Regions from separate parts of the Mus musculus genome. Here region 2 is linked to region 1. Evidence: chromatin contacts called from public HiChIP or PLAC-seq data. All regions are on one chromosome and are shown on one strand. The core of a region is the stretch at or near the end of the contact, and the rest is flanking DNA. Distances in the headings are between cores, read along the strand shown.

Evidence for each region. HiChIP or PLAC-seq counts read pairs in DNA pulled down with a chosen protein or histone mark.
Region 2: a contact with region 1 is called in an H3K4me3 HiChIP or PLAC-seq map of intestinal villus epithelium, with 5 read pairs. The contact joins the enhancer-like site here to the promoter of Rps13 in region 1. A contact is called at or near these places in 1 of 39 promoter capture datasets (the C10 cell line), 5 of 484 Hi-C or Micro-C datasets (bone marrow-derived macrophages, cortical neurons, nephron progenitors and 2 more), 9 of 115 datasets of contacts at active chromatin or transcription factors (the 230-238 cell line, CD8 T cells, the SCID.adh cell line and 5 more) and 3 of 9 other capture datasets (adipose tissue, liver and pancreatic islet).

The regions. Positions count from the first base shown.
Region 1 is chr7:116,329,810-116,336,093 of GRCm38.p6, reverse strand. Rps13 (ribosomal protein S13) reads left to right here and starts at 1,904. Exons shown (of 6, transcript NM_026533.3): 1 at 1,904-2,009; 2 at 2,146-2,194; 3 at 2,320-2,398; 4 at 2,996-3,165; 5 at 3,615-3,715; 6 at 4,511-4,587. The coding sequence starts at 1,987. The coding sequence ends at 4,544. It overlaps Snord14a (small nucleolar RNA, C/D box 14A), which reads left to right and starts at 2,837; the gene lies at 2,837-2,923. Gm10589 (a long non-coding RNA gene) reads right to left here and starts at 1,925. Exons shown (of 2, transcript XR_869889.2): 1 at 1,812-1,925.
Region 2 is chr7:116,423,188-116,428,691 of GRCm38.p6, reverse strand. All of the region lies in intron 1 of Pik3c2a (phosphatidylinositol-4-phosphate 3-kinase catalytic subunit type 2 alpha), which reads left to right. Among named protein-coding and RNA genes, the nearest start is that of Gm40453, 8.8 kb to the left of the region's middle. Within about 2 kb of position 2,746, at least 19 of the 459 cell types and tissues checked have an H3K27ac peak or open chromatin away from gene starts, as enhancers often do. A contact at or near this core is called in intestinal villus epithelium and liver, where this site is marked.

The sequences.
Region 1 (6,284 bases), core at 655-3,154:
GAGATCTGACTCCCTCTTCTGGAGTGTCTGAAGACAGCTACAGTGTACTTACATATAATAAATAATAAATCTTTAAAAAAAAAAAAAAAAGAAATGTGCTTGGTGCCTTTAATCCCAGCACTTGGGAGGCAGAGGCAGGTGAATTTCTGAGTTTGAGGCCAGCCTGGTCTACCAGGTCAGCCAGGGTTATTCAGAGAAACCTGTCTCAAAAGCCAAAAAGGAAAAAAAAAAATGTGCTTGGAATGAGTAGAAATAAGGGCAAAGTGGAAGGACATGAGGCCAGGGACTTGGGTTTTATTTCAAATACATGGAGAAAATATAAAAAGAGAGCCCCTGAGATGGCTCAGTAGCCAAAAGTGCTTGCTGTGCACTGACAACTCTAGTTTGATATTCAAAGCCAGGTAAAAAGATGAAAAGACTACACAAGGTTATCCTCTTACCCCATATTCACACAGTAAAAGTCTTTAAAAACAATTTAGATCTTCCAGAGGTCCTGAGTTCAATTCCCAGCAACCACATGGTGGCTCACAACCATCTATAATGGGTTCTGATGCCCTCTTCTGGAGTGTCTGAAGACAGCTACAGTGTACTTATATTAAATAAATAAATCAATAAATCAATCTTTAACACACACAATTTAGAGGGATTTACAAAGAGACCACTAACCACTAGGCAGACAATGGATTGTATACATAATGGGACACCACTTAAGCTGCCTGAGAGATGATGGATAGGATTGGGGTACCCGTGGAAACAATGAAGTATTTGATACGTTTCTGTGGTGAGATGTGTTGGAGTGACTCGTGGAAATGAGAAAGACTATTGAACCCTAAATTTGTATTCGGACAAATGTGTTAGAGTGAAATGAAGTATTCTTGCTTAGGGATTGCGAATTGAAGCCAAGCTTGATGTTCGGATCACATATCTGGGCTAAAAGTGTGAATCTGGTTAATTAATCAAATACAACTTTGCCAGGAAATAAATACAAATTTGGTTCAAGTTCCCAATGTTTTGGAAAACGTAATTCAACTAGTAATGGGTTAAAAGAACGCAGCTGGGCATGATGGCTCAAACCTTTCATCATCATTTCAGCATTTTTTTAAGAGACAGAGGCAGAAAGACTTAACGTGTGTTTGAAGCAAGCCTGGTCTACAAGGCGAGTTCCTGAACAACCAAAACTACATTGAGGGACCCGGTCTCAAACACAACAAAAAAGAAAACTGGATCAGTATTTCAGTACTGTTTCAAACCTCTCACGCTTCACTTGTCAACAGGGTCTTGTAGATCTGAGTTTCTTGGGTCCATGTCTTTGTTGTTTTTTGTTGCATTTACAATAAATTGTTATATTCACCCATTCTTCGAACGCTCTGTGGTGAACCGGACTAGGACATCCTTAAAAGACCAACTCCCGGGGTAGTCCCTTTCCCCCTCATCTTCTCGAAGCTTCTTTCCTCGTTCCCAACTCTTCTCCGACGGGGGTGAGCGGTTCTGCGCTCCGACCTGTGTAGAAAAGGCGCGCAGACAGGAGGACAGACCCGGGCGGGGCTCGGAAGCCTAGAATTAACGATCTAGAGAGAAGCGCCGGCTGCACCTAGGCTTTGCGATCATCCCACACCGCACGAGTTCGGGGCTGCAGAGGGAGCCCTGAGAAACCCGCAGCTTATCCAAATCCTTCAGCCCAGGACTCGAGCACGCCCTAGGTCCCCTCAGATGCGACTTCCGAAGAGATGTTAGAGACAGACTTGCTGCTCTGGCTAAGAGCAAGACTAGAGACAAGAGTTCAAGGCGTAGCAACCCAGCCATACACTTACCGCCTCGCCGCCATGCCTTCTGGGACGCGTAGTCTCCCGGGCTCCGGTGGCCACACTATGTAGCCCCGCCCCCGCGCGAGAGCAAACGTCGGTGAGTGGCGTCACTTCCTGTGCGGCTTGATTTCCTGTGCCGTTTCCTACCTCGTTCTCTCTTTGCTGCCAGACCTCCGCCATCATGGGTCGCATGCACGCTCCCGGGTGAGCCCGCGGCGCCGACCTTGGTTGCGGGGCTGGGGCGCGGGGCTGAGAGAGGAGGATGCGGGCTGCGGGTGAAGGGACAGTGGGGCTGCTTGGGGCGCGGGCCGCCGCTTTACTTCCTATCTTCTGTTTTCAGGAAGGGCCTGTCCCAGTCGGCGCTGCCCTACCGCCGTAGCGTCCCCACGGTGAGTAGAGGCTGAGGGTTGGAGGGCGGCGTGGGAAGCGATCGGTGCGCGGGAGGATGGGACCCGAAGTGGAAGGTTGCCGCCGTGCTCTCTCATCCTAAGGCCGATTTCTCTTCCATCTGTAGTGGCTGAAGTTGACGTCTGACGACGTGAAGGAACAGATTTACAAATTGGCCAAGAAAGGCCTGACTCCCTCCCAGATAGGTGAGTGTTGATGTAATCTCTTCCTTCTGCTCTCGAGAAACAAATGTGTCTAGTCCGTATGTTAAAAAGGTTCCTCCTGCTTCCACAGCGGAGCAAGGGCTGTCTGGGATTGAGTCACATCTAACTGAATTGATTCTAAGCTGCTCTGACTTTGTACAAATGGGAAATAACTCGTTTCTGGTAGCTTGGCTTCTGAGTCTGGGAATAACTGCTCATCGGAGGAAAATATCCTCTTTAGGATATAAAAAGTTCGCTAGAAATATGCAGAAAAAATCATGTGAAATGGGCTCAGCTGATCTGAAGTAATTTGAGGTTTAAAAGCAATAACATGCAGTTTTAAAGATAGGTACAAATAAATGTTGGGCTGCTTTTAAGTTAATACTAAATATAAAGGTAGAAGTCACATTGTTTCCTCTGGTCAGATGTATTCTGGCAAGCTCACAGTGATGATGGTGTTCCAACATTCGCAGTTTCCACCAGAAGGACTTTCCATGTTGGGTTGACCTTCCTTGGATGTCTGAGTGAGCTGGAAATTTGGAGTTTGGCTGTTAGGGTTTTATCGCATGTGTGTGTGCTTGAGTGTGTTTCTCTTTTCAGGTGTAATCCTGAGGGACTCACACGGGGTGGCCCAGGTCCGTTTTGTGACTGGAAATAAAATCTTGAGAATCCTCAAGTCCAAAGGCCTTGCCCCTGACCTCCCCGAGGATCTCTACCATTTGATTAAGAAAGCTGTTGCTGTCCGAAAGCACCTTGAGAGGAACAGAAAGGTAAGGCGGACAACAAACCAGGTGTTGTGTCGAGACACTTGCGCTGCGGATCTTCAGAGGGGAGAACGCACTTGAGTCCTCTCAGGTGGTTCTGGGTGCTGGCTAATAGTCAACATGATAGTTTCCTAGAAATAGGTGGTTTGATTTTTAGCTCCCCTAAACTATTACATCCAGTTGGTCCCAGGTGCTGGGGCTTTTGTGTAGGTTTGTGGCTATGGGCCTTATTCTAGGAGTTTAAATTGCCTCTGTGGATTTGGTGATGCATGCCCTTAATTGTTGGAGTTTGAGACCAGCCTGGTCTAACACATTGTAAGACAACCAACTTATTCTGTATAATAATAAGATACCCTGCCTCCTTAAAAAAATTGCCCTAAGAACTTAACCTAACCATAGAAGCTATTTAGTTTCTTTACTTGTTGGTGGTTTTCTTAAATCTCTTTTATTTCTAGGATAAGGATGCTAAATTCCGCCTGATTCTGATAGAGAGCAGAATTCACCGATTGGCTCGATACTATAAGACTAAGCGGGTGCTCCCACCTAATTGGAAATAGTAAGTATATGGTTTTTGGTTGGCAAATCAGCTAGATGGTAAATAATGAATAGTGGTAGGCATTTTGCCTTTTTGGCTAAGTGTCAGTTCATCTCTGTCATAGTAGTGGGGAAGCTTGCATGGATGATATATAATCACATGACAGTGTTCTCTTGAAATGTTACCTAAGCCAGGCATGGTGGCGCACGCCTTCAATCCCAGCACTCAGGAGGCAGAGGCAGGCAGATTTCTGAGTTCAAGGCTAGCCTAGTCTACAAAGTGAGTTCCAGGACAGCCAAGGCTACACAGAGAAACCCTGTCTCGAAAAACCAAAAGAAAAAGAAAGGAAGGAAGAAATGTTACCTAGAGGCAAGCAGGTCTCTGCATTTGAGGCTGGCCTAGTCTACACAGTTACTTCCAGGACAGCCAGAACTGGTTGGTTTATGATGCTTGGGGGGGGGGGGGGTCCTTCTAAAGGTAAGAAGAGGGTCATAGTTGATAGATGCTGATTAAACTATGAATGAAATCCCCCCCTTTTGTTTGTTTCATGACTTGTTCGCTATGATAAGCATACAGACATTGACTGTTTATGGCAGATAGGTTGATCTTTCCACCATTTGGCCACTTAGATTTGGCCTTAGACGTCTGGCTGAGAATGAGCCTGTCCATCCTCATGCTTAAACTTAGGGCTTAGTTTGATGCATTGTATGCAATTGGGTATTGTAGCGGTTTGGGGATAGCTCCAGTCACCAAGAGAGTTGATGGGTCCTGAAGTCCGGTACTAATCCCAGTTTCTCTCTCTTTTTTTCCCCCCAGTGAGTCATCCACAGCCTCTGCTCTAGTGGCATAAATGCTGTTGTGTGCACAAGCAATAAAATCACTTTGAGTAACTTGGTGTTTTGTGGTTCTTTCTGCGTGGCTGCTGCATGTGTTTGGGAGTGTTTGGCATCTGTTTAGTGGGTGGTTTCCCTGGCCACTTAAACTACTAGTCCAGCTGGTACAAAGGTTGGTGGGTTGTTACTATCAACATGTAGGAGAACTGTAAGACACTAGGAAGTTGTGAAAGTTTGAGTTCTCTTGTATTCAGTGTTTAAAATGTGTGAGGTGTTAATGAGTATAGCATTGTTGACTGAGTGGATTCTGTCTTCCTAGGGGTGTCTTAAGGAAAGCTGAAGTCCGTACATTCCAATTGAGGAGTGAATTACTTTGGCTGCATCACAGTCATGTAGTCTGGTCAACAGGATGGATCAAACTCCAACTCCTTTTTTTTTTTTTTCCTTTCTCGAAACAGGGTTTCTCTTTGCAACTGTGGCTATCCTGGAACTCTGTAGACTAGGCTGGCCTTGAACTCAGAAATCCGCCTGCCTCTGTCTCCCAAGTGCTGGGATTTAAGGTGTGTGCCACCACTGCCTGGCCAAACTCCCACTTTCAAAAAGAGCCCGACCCTTAGAGATTGTATTTGTGTGAAGTCTGCCATGTTGCCTAGACAGTAATGATGCTACACTGAAGTAATTGTCTCAGGGCTGATGATAGGGTTTGGCAGGTTACGGTGCTGGTGGAAAGAAACTTCGTGAATTTAAAATATGGCGAGTGTACACAAGTATGTAAAAACTCATCCTAGTAACAGAATGGGATGAAGGTCTGGATACTGTGATATATGACTGGTTATAAGGATTTTAACCTGCAGAAATGTGGGGATACAGTGCTATTGGGTGAGATAGCAAGGGCAAGGGGGTTAAAAGGTATGTAGCATGTTAGTCCTATATTTGGGCATCAGGCTGACTGAGGTCAGGGCTACACAGTGTAACCCTTTCTCAAAACCATGCGTTTTCCAATGCTGTTTGCTTTACCTGCATATTGACGATTGTTAGCAGGCTGGCTAAGTTTAGAAACTTGCCTGTGTACTGAGTTCTGGCATTAAAGGCATGTGCCTCTCCCAGTTAGGTACATTTTACTTTAAAAAGCATTTCATATTCTTGGTTACATCTCCGACCCATGGAAACAGCAGGTCCACAATTTGTCCAAATCTGTTCGAGTGAGAATCTAAAATTTTCATGTTTTCTTCAGTTGTCTTCCTTTTGAAGGAAAGTGACCTGTATCTGCTACATGCCTTAGACAACACTTGAAATGATCTATTTTTATAATAGTTCCAGGTTCATGAAGACCACCATTACCAAGGTTTGTATCTCTGGCATGTGCTTTATTCTACATTGGAATGAAGGATTCACTGGCTTTTAGTAAGCTTGTAACAGTTTGTCTTGCTCTTGAGTGTGGGCATATGCACACCGCAGTGTGTCTATGGTGGACAGCTAGCTTTAGGGATCCTCACCCGCCTTGGTTCTTGCCCTGCACTGAGTCCTGCTAGCTGGCCTTTGAGCTGGCTGACTGTGCTTCCTCCACTCTCCATCCCACATAGGAGTGCTGGGTTCACTGTAGCATTTATAGTCATAAACCAGAGACAGACAGGCCTGATCATAGCAAGACCCTTTCTCAAAAAGGTCGGTGAAACCCGGGCTGGATGATGTCTCTGAAATTGATCATTTGCAAGAGTTTGGTTCCTAGCAATCCTGTCAGGCACTCACACCACCTG
Region 2 (5,504 bases), core at 1,497-3,996, 92 kb before region 1:
TCCCTTCTGACTAATGTTGTTCAGCATCTTTTCATGGGCTAGAACTTCTTAGTGTTTAGAGCACATTGATGCTTATTTTATTTTTATATTTATTAAAGTTTATTTATATGAATACACTGTAGCTGTCATCAGACACACCAGAAGAGGGCATCAGATTCCATTACAGATGGTTGTGAGCCACCATATGGTTTCTGGGAATTGAACTCAGGACCTCTGGAAGAGCAGTCAGTTCTCTTAAACACTGAGCCATCTCTCCAGCCCCCTCGATGCTTATTTTAATGATTGGACACACACATGTACACACACACACATATACACACATAACACACATATGTATCTATACGTAAACATACATTCTACATTGCATGATAGGTAAGCACTCTTATCAACTAAAAGCCACATTCCCATCTTGACTTCGTTTTTTATTATTACTGTTTCTTACTTTGTAATTCTTAGTTGTATTTCTGTTCTAATTTTTCTCTTCTTTTAAGCTATGTTGGAAGTGAAGAAATGTACTGTAACATTTAGCACAAAAGATTTACTGTTATTTGTCATTGAAATATTGGTAATGTCAAAGTATATTTAATGATTCATGTCAAATGAATGAACAGAAAAGTAGTCCAAAGTTCAGTAACTATCTCCACCATGAGCTTCTGTTGGGAAACCAAGTTAGATTGCAAGCTTTGAGGTCAGCATGCTGCCTTTCAGAAGAATCCTCTTTCTGTAGCTGGGCCTTCTCTTCCTTGAGCTTCCCCCACTCATATATAGTAGACCCCTGTCTAGACACAGAAGGTTGTTGTGGCCGGGTGTCCTGGATGTTTAGAATGTTGCTCTTAAGGGTTTGAGAGTGGAACAAAGATTAGTGCTTATTAGGTTACAGTATAACCATTGTTTTTGTCATGACTTAAGCTCATTATTAGTATACTTGTACAAAACATTTTGAATTTTAAATTTTAAAAATATGGGCTGGCAAGAAAGCCTAGTGGGTAAAGGAGCTTGTCACCAAGCGTGACAACCTGAGTTGGATCCCTGGGACTCATGTGGTGGAGAGAGCCAATTCCTAAGGTGTAGTACTTAGGCCTGGGTACCCCTACACACCTCAAACACACACACATATCATCATCATCATAACAATATTAATAATTTAACTGAAATAAAGACAGGTAAGATTAGTTACCTTCCACTTTATTCTTGAACTTCTGTGCTCCTCTATTTACAGTTTGTTTGGCAAGCAATTTACTCACTTGAGCCATCTCACTGGCTCTCACCTGGCAGGTACTGGAGCTCTGGAGAGCCTTTGCCTGCATTTTGGTCTTTTTGTTTGTTTTCCCCCTTTTGAGACAGGGTTACACTATGTAGTTCCTGGCTGGCCTGGAACTGTATATAAGTGGAGCAAGCTGACATTAAAATCAATAATAATCCTCCTGCCTCTGGCTCCTGAGTGCTGCAAGTGCAAGTGTTATACACCATGCTGGGTTTACCTGATTTTAAGATCATGAAGAATCTTGGGGAAACTTAGTTTTTCCCATGCCTCATTTTTTTTTCCCCTAGCATCCACCTCCCCAATGAAATGATTTTGTTTTTCTGTCTCACAAACTATCTAAACTCAGCATGTTAGTTTGTTTTTTTAATTTTTTAAGATTTATTTATTATTATACATAAGTACACTGTAGCTGTATTCAGACACACCAGAGAGGGCACCAGATCTCATTATGGGTGGTTGTGAGCCACCATGTCGTTGCTGGGATTTGAACTCAGAACCTTTGGAAGAGCAGTCAGTGCTCCTACCCACTGAGCCATCGCCAGCCCCAGCATGTTTGTTTAAATCAAACCACTTCTAACATTTCCACTGTCACCATCCTTAATGCCAAATCATTGTTCCCTCATTTATCTGCATATTTGTCTATTGGGTCTCCCTGTTTCCCTCCCTGTCTTTGCCAAGAAACCCACTACCCTTTCCATGCTATACAAAACTGTCTGTTATTGAGCTATACTCCAAGCCCTCCATTTTTATTTGTTATTTTCTACAGAACAGTAGGGATTTTTGAACAGTGTAAATTCATGTGCATAAACTTTATCTTTGTTTTTCTGTTACACTGTTAAGTACAGTAGAGTGTCTCCAACACTACACACTCTTATTGTCAGATTTTTCAAGGTTCTTTGAAGGAGGACAGGGAGGTTTGACATGTAATCTTAATGATTAAACTTTTTTTTTTCTTTTGTGGCTAGACATTGAAACTGAAGCCTGTAGCCTCAGCTAACTTAATTTATTCTCCGTCTTTATCAAAACATTTCACCAGATCCACAAAGTAAAATTAAGTTTGATTCAAATGAAAAACTTTAATTGTGTCAGACTGTAAGGCAGAAATATTACTACACATTTAATTTAAATTTAGAGGAAAGAATTAAAATTTGCAAATAAGGTTTGATGTTGAAATGCTGGTGTTTGAGTAAATCTTACCATTAGAGCCTAACTACTTCATTTACTTGAAAATTTGGTTCCCTGAGTAGTGAAGTGCCTAATCAAAGCTGAAGTGCAGCTTGGATAAAACCCAGTCATGAGTCTCTGCCAACTGTGCCTATGCAATGAAGGCACAGTCGGAAAAAAGCACGGCCCTAAAACTCATAGGAGAATCCCTGGTTGCCAATACTCCAGGTACACTGTTACACACTGACAGTGGGAACAACACATTCTTACTTCACAGGGAAAACTACAGAAGTTCCACGTTGGGAACATTCCTGGACTTTGCTCTACATGCTCTGTTCCTTGGCTGATTTTAATCTATCTTTTCCTTGTAATAAACCATTAACCACAAGTGTAACAGCGAGCGTTCTGTACATTTTATGTATCCTACCGGATTATCAAACCTAAGGGTGGTTTGGGGAACTCTGCCTTTCAATGTACAGTTTATGTATGACATGAGGATAGTCTTATAGGCATTATGCCTTCAGAGGTGAGATGATAATAAAGAAGGTAAGGTAGATCTGAAACACAAAAGATAGGAAGAAGGACTGAAGAACGTTTTAGAGACAGGACAGGTTGGTTAGAGAGACTGACAACAGAGTTCTACAGGATGTCAGTGTTCAGAATCCATATTTTGCTGATGAGCTGTTACGGTTCTTTTTCAGTTATTTTTATCTATTTATTTGCTAGCTACCATGCTCAGGTGTTTTGTTGTTGTTGGGTTTGGTTTTTTGTTTTTGGTGGTGTTGGTTTTGATTTTTTGAAACAGGGTTTCTCTTTGTAGTTTTGACTGCCCTGGAACTCTACCAGGCTGGCCTCAAACTCATAAAGATCTGCCTGTCTCTGGTTCCCATGTGTTGGGACTAAAGGTGTGTGCCACTACACCAGACTCCATCTTAATTTTTATGTGGATGCTAGAGATTTGAATTTAGGTCCTTCTACTGAGCAAGCACTCTTACCCCCTAAGCAATCTCTCTAGTTCCATAAATGCATTGTTTATAGAATATTAAGTTTATCATTCTAGAATATTATTAAATGGAAGTTACATACTCTTTATTTATTTATTTTTGATTGGATATTTTCTTTATTTACATTTGAAATATTTTCCCCTTTCCAGGTCTCCCCTTCGGAAGCCCCCTATCCCCTCTCCCCACCCCCTGTCTCTGGTTACATACTTTTTAAAAGTTACATAACATACAAAAGTTATGAAGATGGTTAGGGATATAACTCAGAGGTAGAGCAGTTACCTCAAATATCTTTGGTTATTTTTTTTCTTTCATTTTTCCTTCCTTCCATTTTTGTTGTTTTGGGTTTTGGGCTTTTCAAGACTGGGTTTCTCTATGTAGTCTTGACTGTGCTGGAACTTACTATGTAAACTAGGCTGGCCTCAAACTCACAGAGTTCTGCCTGCCTCTGCCTCTTGAGCATTGGGATTAAAGGTGTGCACCACTACCATCAGGCTGGTTTGATTTCTTATGTTGCAAAAAATTAAAATAAAAATTACATTAAGTTAAAAAAGATAAGGTAGCTTTTATGTAAAGACCGTAGATTATCTATAGACTTAAATAAAAAGAAAATCTCTTTTCTTCCCAAATAGTAAGCATTTGAATTGCTTTTCTGCCTTGAGGAAAGCAATGGCTGTTGGGAACTGTTTTACCATGCATCATGTTACTGTGCAGAAATTATAATGCTTGTTTGCCCTTTTTTCCTGACTCTGGACTGTGCACACATGTGACGAGTCTGCTGGGTGTGGCAATGCAGGCTGTAATCCCAGTAGCATTAACCTATAATCTCAGCACCTTGGGGAAAAGAGGCAGGAGGATCAAAGTTCATCCTTAATGTGGGCTCTGCTACTTGAAACTCTGTATCAAAGAACCTAAAATGCTGGGCAGTGGTGGCACACGCCTTTAATCCCAGCACTTGGGAGGCAGAAGCAGGCGGATTTCTAAGTTCTACAGAGTGAGTTCCAGAACAGCCAGGGCTACACAGAGAAACCCTGTCTCAAACAAAACAAAACAACCTAAAACAAAGGTGAACTAGTCTCTTGTGATAAGTACGTGTAAAATAAACAATACTAAAAGAAGAAAATACTCTATTCATATTATCTGTGATGTGGTAATTTGGATATAGTAGAAAAATATGTTAAAATTATTTCATCTATTTGTTTTTATTAATAAAATTGTTAACATTTTAAACTTTTCATTTAAATCCTGTCTTCCAATTTATTTTTGTGATAATTAGTGTTTAATACCAAAGTACTTGGTTTCTCCTTTTAGATGACTTCCTCCTTCCCATGAATTAGAGATAGAATATTCTCTTTTCATCTACTGGTATTTCCGTCTTTAACAGAGATGGAACAACTATTTTTAGTTCTCTGTTGCCATATTCCTTCTAGTGTTCAAGATAATTGCCTCTCTCTATTTATTCTGAACCCAATCATCTGCTTTTCTAAGTAAAGGGTGAATTTTTTTTTGTTTTGTTTTGTTTTTTCGAGACAGGGTTTCTCTGTGTAGCCCTGGCTGTCCTGGAACTCACTCTGTAGACCAGGCTGGCCTCGAACTCAGCAATCTGCCTGCCTCTGCCTCCCGAGCGCTAGGATTAAAGGCGTGCTCCACCACCGCCCAGCGTGAAGGGTGAATTGTTAATAAAAGATTCTTTTTGCCTGATTTTTCTTTTCCAATTTTTGTTTTGGTCATTAAAATTTTGATTGTCAAAGAAAAAAAGAATTTGTCCTTATTAGTGAAATTATAAATGTGCCAGTCATTTGTTGCTGGTAAATTAACTGACAAATTGTGTATGTTGTGACTACCTAGCGGCGGTAACTGCCTTGTGATGAGAGTGAAGCAAAATTTATCACAATAGGAAAAAATAGTTCAAGATTGATGAAGAAATTTGATATTTATGATGGATAAGTTATGTTAATTTAAGCCTATAGTGGTTCCAGGTGATTTAAAAGTGTACCATGTAAATTAAGTAATGCTTCGATATATTCCACACTTGCTGCCTGCTATAAGTTTATTTCTATTTTACTTTTTAGATT